2 separate regions of the Sus scrofa genome follow, and region 2 is linked to region 1. Evidence: chromatin contacts called from public HiChIP or PLAC-seq data. All regions are on one chromosome and are shown on one strand. Each heading gives the region's core, a stretch centred on a gene start, on an enhancer-like site or on the middle of the called end of the contact. The rest is flanking DNA. Distances are from core to core; before and after follow the strand shown. Region 1 has its middle 170 kb from the start of FAM43A. Region 2 overlaps XXYLT1 (xyloside xylosyltransferase 1).

What was found. HiChIP or PLAC-seq counts read pairs in DNA pulled down with a chosen protein or histone mark.
Region 2: an H3K27ac HiChIP or PLAC-seq map of skeletal muscle shows a contact between it and region 1, with 7 times the contacts expected there. The contact joins two enhancer-like sites. A contact is called at or near these places in 2 of 2 datasets of contacts at active chromatin or transcription factors (alveolar macrophages and skeletal muscle).

The regions. Positions count from the first base shown.
Region 1 is chr13:131,835,533-131,838,582 of Sscrofa11.1, forward strand. No RefSeq gene overlaps it. Among named protein-coding and RNA genes, the nearest start is that of FAM43A, 170 kb to the left of the region's middle. Within about 2 kb of position 1,564, at least 8 of the 83 cell types and tissues checked have an H3K27ac peak or open chromatin away from gene starts, as enhancers often do. A contact at or near this core is called in skeletal muscle, where this site is marked.
Region 2 is chr13:132,178,481-132,181,530 of Sscrofa11.1, forward strand. The region is part of intron 2 of XXYLT1 (xyloside xylosyltransferase 1); the gene reads right to left. Among named protein-coding and RNA genes, the nearest start is that of XXYLT1, 90 kb to the right of the region's middle. Within about 2 kb of position 1,486, at least 19 of the 83 cell types and tissues checked have an H3K27ac peak or open chromatin away from gene starts, as enhancers often do. A contact at or near this core is called in skeletal muscle, where this site is marked.

The sequences.
Region 1 (3,050 bases), core at 314-2,813:
AGCCTCGTCTTTTTTTTTTTTTTTTTCCTTTTTAGGGCTGCACCTACAGCACGTGGAAGTTCCGGAGCTAGGGGTCAACTCGGAGCTACAGCTGCCAGCCTACACCACAGCCACAGCAATGCCAGATCCCAGCCGCGTCTGTGACTCGAGGCAACACCAGATCCTTGACCTACTGAGTGAGACCAGGGATTGAACCCGTGTCCTCATAGAGGCAACGTCAGATCCTTAACCTGCAAGTCTCATCTCTTGATCCCTCTTGATCCCTCGGACCCCACCCCACTCTGGCTCACACCCTACCCCTTCCACCTCCCCCACCCCTTAGGGTCCTGGCCACACCTACCTACCTGCCGCATCTTTCTTCCCGCCATCCTTTCTCTGCCTAACCAACCCCTAAAGGTCATTCAAGTTCCTGCTCAATGTCCAGCTCCCTGGTAAAGCATCTCCAGGCCTTCTTTCCTCTGCAGGAAGAGGCAGTGCCCCATCCTGGTGCTCCCAACCCCTAAAGGTCATTCAAGTTCCTGCTCAATGTCCAGCTCCCTGGTAAAGCATCTCCAGGCCTTCTTTCCTCTGCAGGAAGAGGCAGTGCCCCATCCTGGTGCTCCCATCACCCTTGGTAAACATCTTTATAATAACACTCAGTGTCCCCCATGGTAACCGCATGTTACCTGCTCCTCTTGCCCCACTGGTCTTTGAGTTCCATGACGCAAGATAACAGTTTGTAGAAACCCTACAACAAGTTTATTTTCTTGCTCAAACAACCCAGTGATAGTATATCAAAGAGTCAGAGCCGAGGCAGGGAGGCACTTTCACATCCGCGGACCAAATTGATTTTTCCGAGCACTTTGTCAAATTCCACCTGAGGGGTGGAGTTCTTAACTTCATTTTTCAAGTAAGAGGCACATGTATAAAAGAATAAATTAAAATGTAAAAAGAAATTTAAAAAGCAGCAGCTTTAAAAATTATTACATCATGGTGTCATCTAATTACATCAGAAATTTGCAGCTCAAAATCATTGTAATCAGTGATCCTGTGACTCGGGAAGTTTCATACGATATCAGCTTGTTGCTGAAGCTCAGAGGGGCTGACACAAATCCTTGGCTGAAGAGTCCTTGCTTTTGGTGGGCATCACTGGGCAAGTTGGGAGCCAGAGAAGACACTCCTTGAAGGCAGAAAACAATTCTGCTGTGATATTTAGTCTCACTTTCTGTTTGCTTGTTTATGCTTTCAATACGTCATAGGCACCACTTTCATGATACGGAAAAAAGCAATACCTTTGTAAAGATACCAGACGATAAGTGATTAAATTGCTTAAAATGATAAACACTCATCAAGGAGAAGGGGAGGGAAGAAGACAGACACTTGACCAAAGATGCTTCTGCCCCTGAGACCTGTGGCTTGAGCCCAGGACAAGAGGCCTGATGGCTGTCCCAGTGGTCACATCAAAATCACGAGGCCGGATTCCTGGAGGGAGTTGGAGGGGTGACAGGGGATCTGCAGGAAGGAGCCCTTCCTCAGCCCAGCGTCACATGCTCCTGTGCTCACGTCTCAGACAGCCACTGAGGTCCCCATGGGAGCAGCCGAAAACCACGCTGTTTGGGGTTTGGGCCCAAATCTGGCACATACAGCTCTAGACCTGAGCCAAGTGGCTGCTCCCGGGTTTCTTCATCTCTTTGGGGATCATGTGTCTGCATCCTGGGAAAGTCTGTGCCCTGGATTGTAAACTCTACGGCGGTACACACGCTGGAGGACTTACTGGAATTATCGTTGGTTCAGGAAGGAGGTGGGACTGAGGCGCAGATGAGCAGTTTTCATAGCGCCTTTTGCAGGTTCATAGACGTTTCATGAGCTGAAAAATCCTCTAATCTCTACAACTGGGTAGGACGAATATTATCATGATTTACAAGTTACAAATAATAAAACCGAGGTGCTAAAAAGTGAAGCAAATGGCCCAACCTGCCACACAGCTGGGAGCAGAGGAGCTGGAATCTGAACCCAGGCTATTGACAGCAGAGCCTGTGTTAGTAACCCACGGCCTGTGCGCACACACGCACACACACATACGCCCACACTCCCACATGTACACACGCACACTCCTCCTTTGCATTCCAAACACACCACCCAGAGTCTGCAGCTTCAATCCTGAATTGTGTTTCTTTGAAACCTAACTGCCCCAGGAAACTGCTCACAATTTACCTCTGGGGAGTGAGAATGTGGGATCAGGGCTGATGAAGGGGCCTTTCCTTTGCCTTTTATCCTGTTTTACAGTTTTTTGATTCCTCCCCTGACCATGCATTCTATTTACGAGAATTAATATAAAGACGTATTATTCCTCATCGGTAGGAGTGTGCTTCAAAGCAGAAGTTTTGAAGTTTAACGGAAACTAAAAAAAGTCCTTTGCCACTCAGAGGTTTTTAGAGCCTCATGTATCTAAGGTATCCCCTGGCCATTGGGGATCTTTCCAATTCACTTTGGAATCAAGCCTGGGTTTCCTGAGTCCCCCACCTCCAGCTTTCAGCCTCAGCAGCCAAAGGCAACCCAGCCCCTTCCTGTGGTTTCTAGCTCAGCCTGCCTGGTGGAGGGAGGAGGAGAGGGGGAGAGGGAGGGGGAGGAGAGGGAAGGGGAGGACGCCACATTGGGCCCCATCCAGGGGAAGCACGACCTGGGCCCTTCCAACAGGGTCCCCCACGCTTGGTGAAAACAGAGTCAAGTTAGAGTCCAGTCTCCAAAACCTCGAGATGGAGGCTGGGGAAAGTGAAAACACCCAGGGAGGTCAAGATGCAACAGGAGGCAGGCTCAGAAAAGGGCATGTGAGGGCTGGATCACCCTATAGGGAGGAATAGGCACAAGCCAGAGGGGCAAGGATGGGGTCCTGCAGCTCTGACCTCAGTGGCCCCAGCAGAGTACCATCTGCTTTCCTTCCCTGGTCCCAAGGGGTCTGAAGGGCAGGGGTCCACCAGGGTGGTGGACCCAGCGGGGGCCCCAGAGCCTGCCCCTGCCTCACTTGAACCCTGGGTGCAGGCTGACTCCATGCTGCTGGCAGCTTTAATTAA
Region 2 (3,050 bases), core at 236-2,735, 340 kb after region 1:
TCAACAGATAAAAGCAGGCTTTGGACAATGTAAGAAAGAACTTTCTAAAACCAAAACATGTCTGCAGATGAAAGAGGCTGCTTCTGGCGGCGGCCGTGGCAGCTCCCTGTCATCAGGAGCCCAAGCAGGATGCACTGCACAGCCTCTGGCCCTGGAGACACCACGGGAGAGACAGAAACAGATGAAGGGATCAAACCTTCCAGTTTTTTCCAACCTTGAAATTCTCTCACCCAACGAAGCTACTCCCTTATCGCCACTAAAAACTGCAATGTTCAATAGTCTGACCAGAAAGAGGATATGGAAGTTCACGGACTGGTTTGCAGTCACGTCCTATTTAAACCGAACCTGAATCCCAGCCAAAGAATCATTACGCTCAAGAGATCTCTGTGTGTGTGCTCATGGGAATAGGTGGGGGTGGTGAGAAATGGCCCCGAGATACAAACCTCTGAGAGGATATTATTAGGTTACAAATTGATCATCGATCCCCAGAAACAAAACAAACCAGCTTGACATACTCAGAGGAAAGCAGGTTTCTAACTGGGGACTCTATTTCCTCCTTCCTGGAAGAGAAACACTAAAAGGCGACATCCCAAATCCCACTCAGTTATAAAGATGTGGCACAAATGTTAAAGCAAGCCACCTTCACCAAATGACGTCCTAAGTGTGGCCTCTGACCCAAGAAGCCCTGCGTCTGCACCCTCCAAGCTGAGTGACGGGTGTTCGCTCCTCTGAGAACACTGTGCTCCCCACGCACCACCTCACCCCCACTCCTGCTTTGACCCCCTCACACATGGGCAGTCGCTCACCAGGACAGAATGGGACCAGGATAAAGTGGAGTAAAGGAGCCACTGGGGTGGGACAGAGATCTCTGAGCAGCACCAGGGAGTGACCTGGGGCCCCAGGGTCCCTGGGAGAACACTCTTGACCTTGCAGAGGAAGGACAGGAGCAGAGGAGGGGCGGGGGGGGGGGCAGATGGACACGAGCACACTGGGAGGGTCTGGCTCCCATGGGCACAGGCTCATTTCTAGCTCCAGAAGCCCAGGTCTGTGCTGAAGCCAGAGCAAGGGGTGGCACAGACCCTCAGAACCCAGGGAGGTCACTTCCGTCCTGGAGACCTGGCTGGTCGGGGCCAACAAGGAAGGCGTCCCCAAGGTTTGGGGCTGCTTTATCCCTCCGGCCCACCTGGTCCTCAAAACTTATTTTTCCTTCGGTTGATGCCTCCCCTGACTCCCGAGCCGTTTCCTGTTGCCTTTCTCATTTCATCATTCCCTTTTGAACAATTTCCTGTTCCTTTTTCTTTCTACAGGAGCTGTATTCCTCTTCCTGGCTCTGTAGCCCTTGGAAACAGGCAAACAAACAGATAAGGGTCAGCCTCTGGGGACAGTCCCCGTGGCCCCTCCCAGCCCCAGAGCACGATGTGGCCCCGTCTGGCCAAGAGGACCAGGCGGCAGCAGTGACCCGGGCAGCCAGCGCCACTGCAAACGTGACCCAGCTCACGGCCTGACGGCTCCGCACACGCCCCAGCAGACTGGAAAGGCATCCACTGCTCCTCACCCCACAACCGCACATCCGCTCGCCGGGAGCAGCGGCGACAAGGGCGCTCCTCAGAACCCTATCGCTACCATGGGATTTTGTTCATAAGAGCTTTTCAAAGGCAAGGTGGTATAAGACCTTTAGCTGTAAAAAAGTAAGTGATGTGGTTCGTCCCTGCTGGGCCAATGAGTGTGGACCATAAACCAAAATAGAAAACGCCCAAATGATTCCAAAGAATTAAGTGTTAACAAAAGATTTCGGGTAAAGGTTTCCCATGTGTCTGATGGACAGTGAACAAAGCCAGTGTTTAGAACTTAGGGCTCATTTTCTCTAATAAAAGAGAATAAACATGTCATTTATTTCAGAAGTCAATGCTCAGGAGAGTTTGCTTCCTCCTCACTGATGAAGGGGCACAGTCTCCCCCGCTGCACTGGCTGTGAGCTGAAGAGCTGCTTCCGCAACTATGTCTTGACATCTTTGTCTATGAGACCTAAGCTTTCATTTTCTATACGTTTACTCCCTGGCCCTGAGTCTCTGTTTGATTTTTTTTTTTTTTTAGTTTTTTAATTATAGTTGATTTACAATGTTATGCCAATTTCTGCAGGACAGCAAAGGGACCCAATTATATAAATATCATTTTTCTCATATTATCTTTATTTTTTTTTAACTCTGTGTTCTTTTAGTGAGCATCTGCAACATTCTGAGGAATAAGGCAAGGGATTAAGTAGGAAGCTGGTAATAAATATCAACAATAATAGTAAATTATTGTTGTCTGAATGCTTACCATGGGCCAGATACTATTTTAAGGTCTTCCTGTTATATACACTCAATTGGTTGTCACAACAACCATGGAGATAGGTATATTATCATTATCCTCCCTTCGTAAAGGAGGAAATCTGGACGCAGAGCAGTTATGTGTCACAGGCGGTATCTGGCAGAGGGTTTGAATCAGCAAGGCTTTCCTCCATGGGCCATACCCCTGCCCAACGTGCTATATATGGATAAATGAGGCAGAGATGAATGAACTGTCTAATTCATTCACAGACATTCGTTAAGCTCTTAGGCTCAATTCTGAGGTTAGTTCCAAAGGAGTTGGAGTATTTTTTTTGATGGCCCTGTTCCCGTAAGACCTCCAGTGACATATGCTACTACAAACACACTTTTTTTTTTTTCTTTTTTTGGTATTTTTAGGGCAGCACTTGTGGCATATGGAGGCTAGGAGTCGAATTAGAGCTGTAGCCGCCATCCTACACTACAGCCACAGCAAAAGCAATGCCAGATCCTTAACCCACTGAGCAGGGCCAGGGATCGAACCCGAAACCTCATGGTTCCCAGTCAGATTCGTTTCCGCTGAGCCACAATGGGAACCAAACATACTTTCTATCTCAAGAGACACCCCACTTCCCCTCCAGGCTACTTCTAGACCAATGTGACTAAAAGCTGCCATTGGTTCAGGTCCTGCCTGTGCCAGACACAGTGAAGAGCACGTTAATTCGTTAATCCAAATCCCCTGATT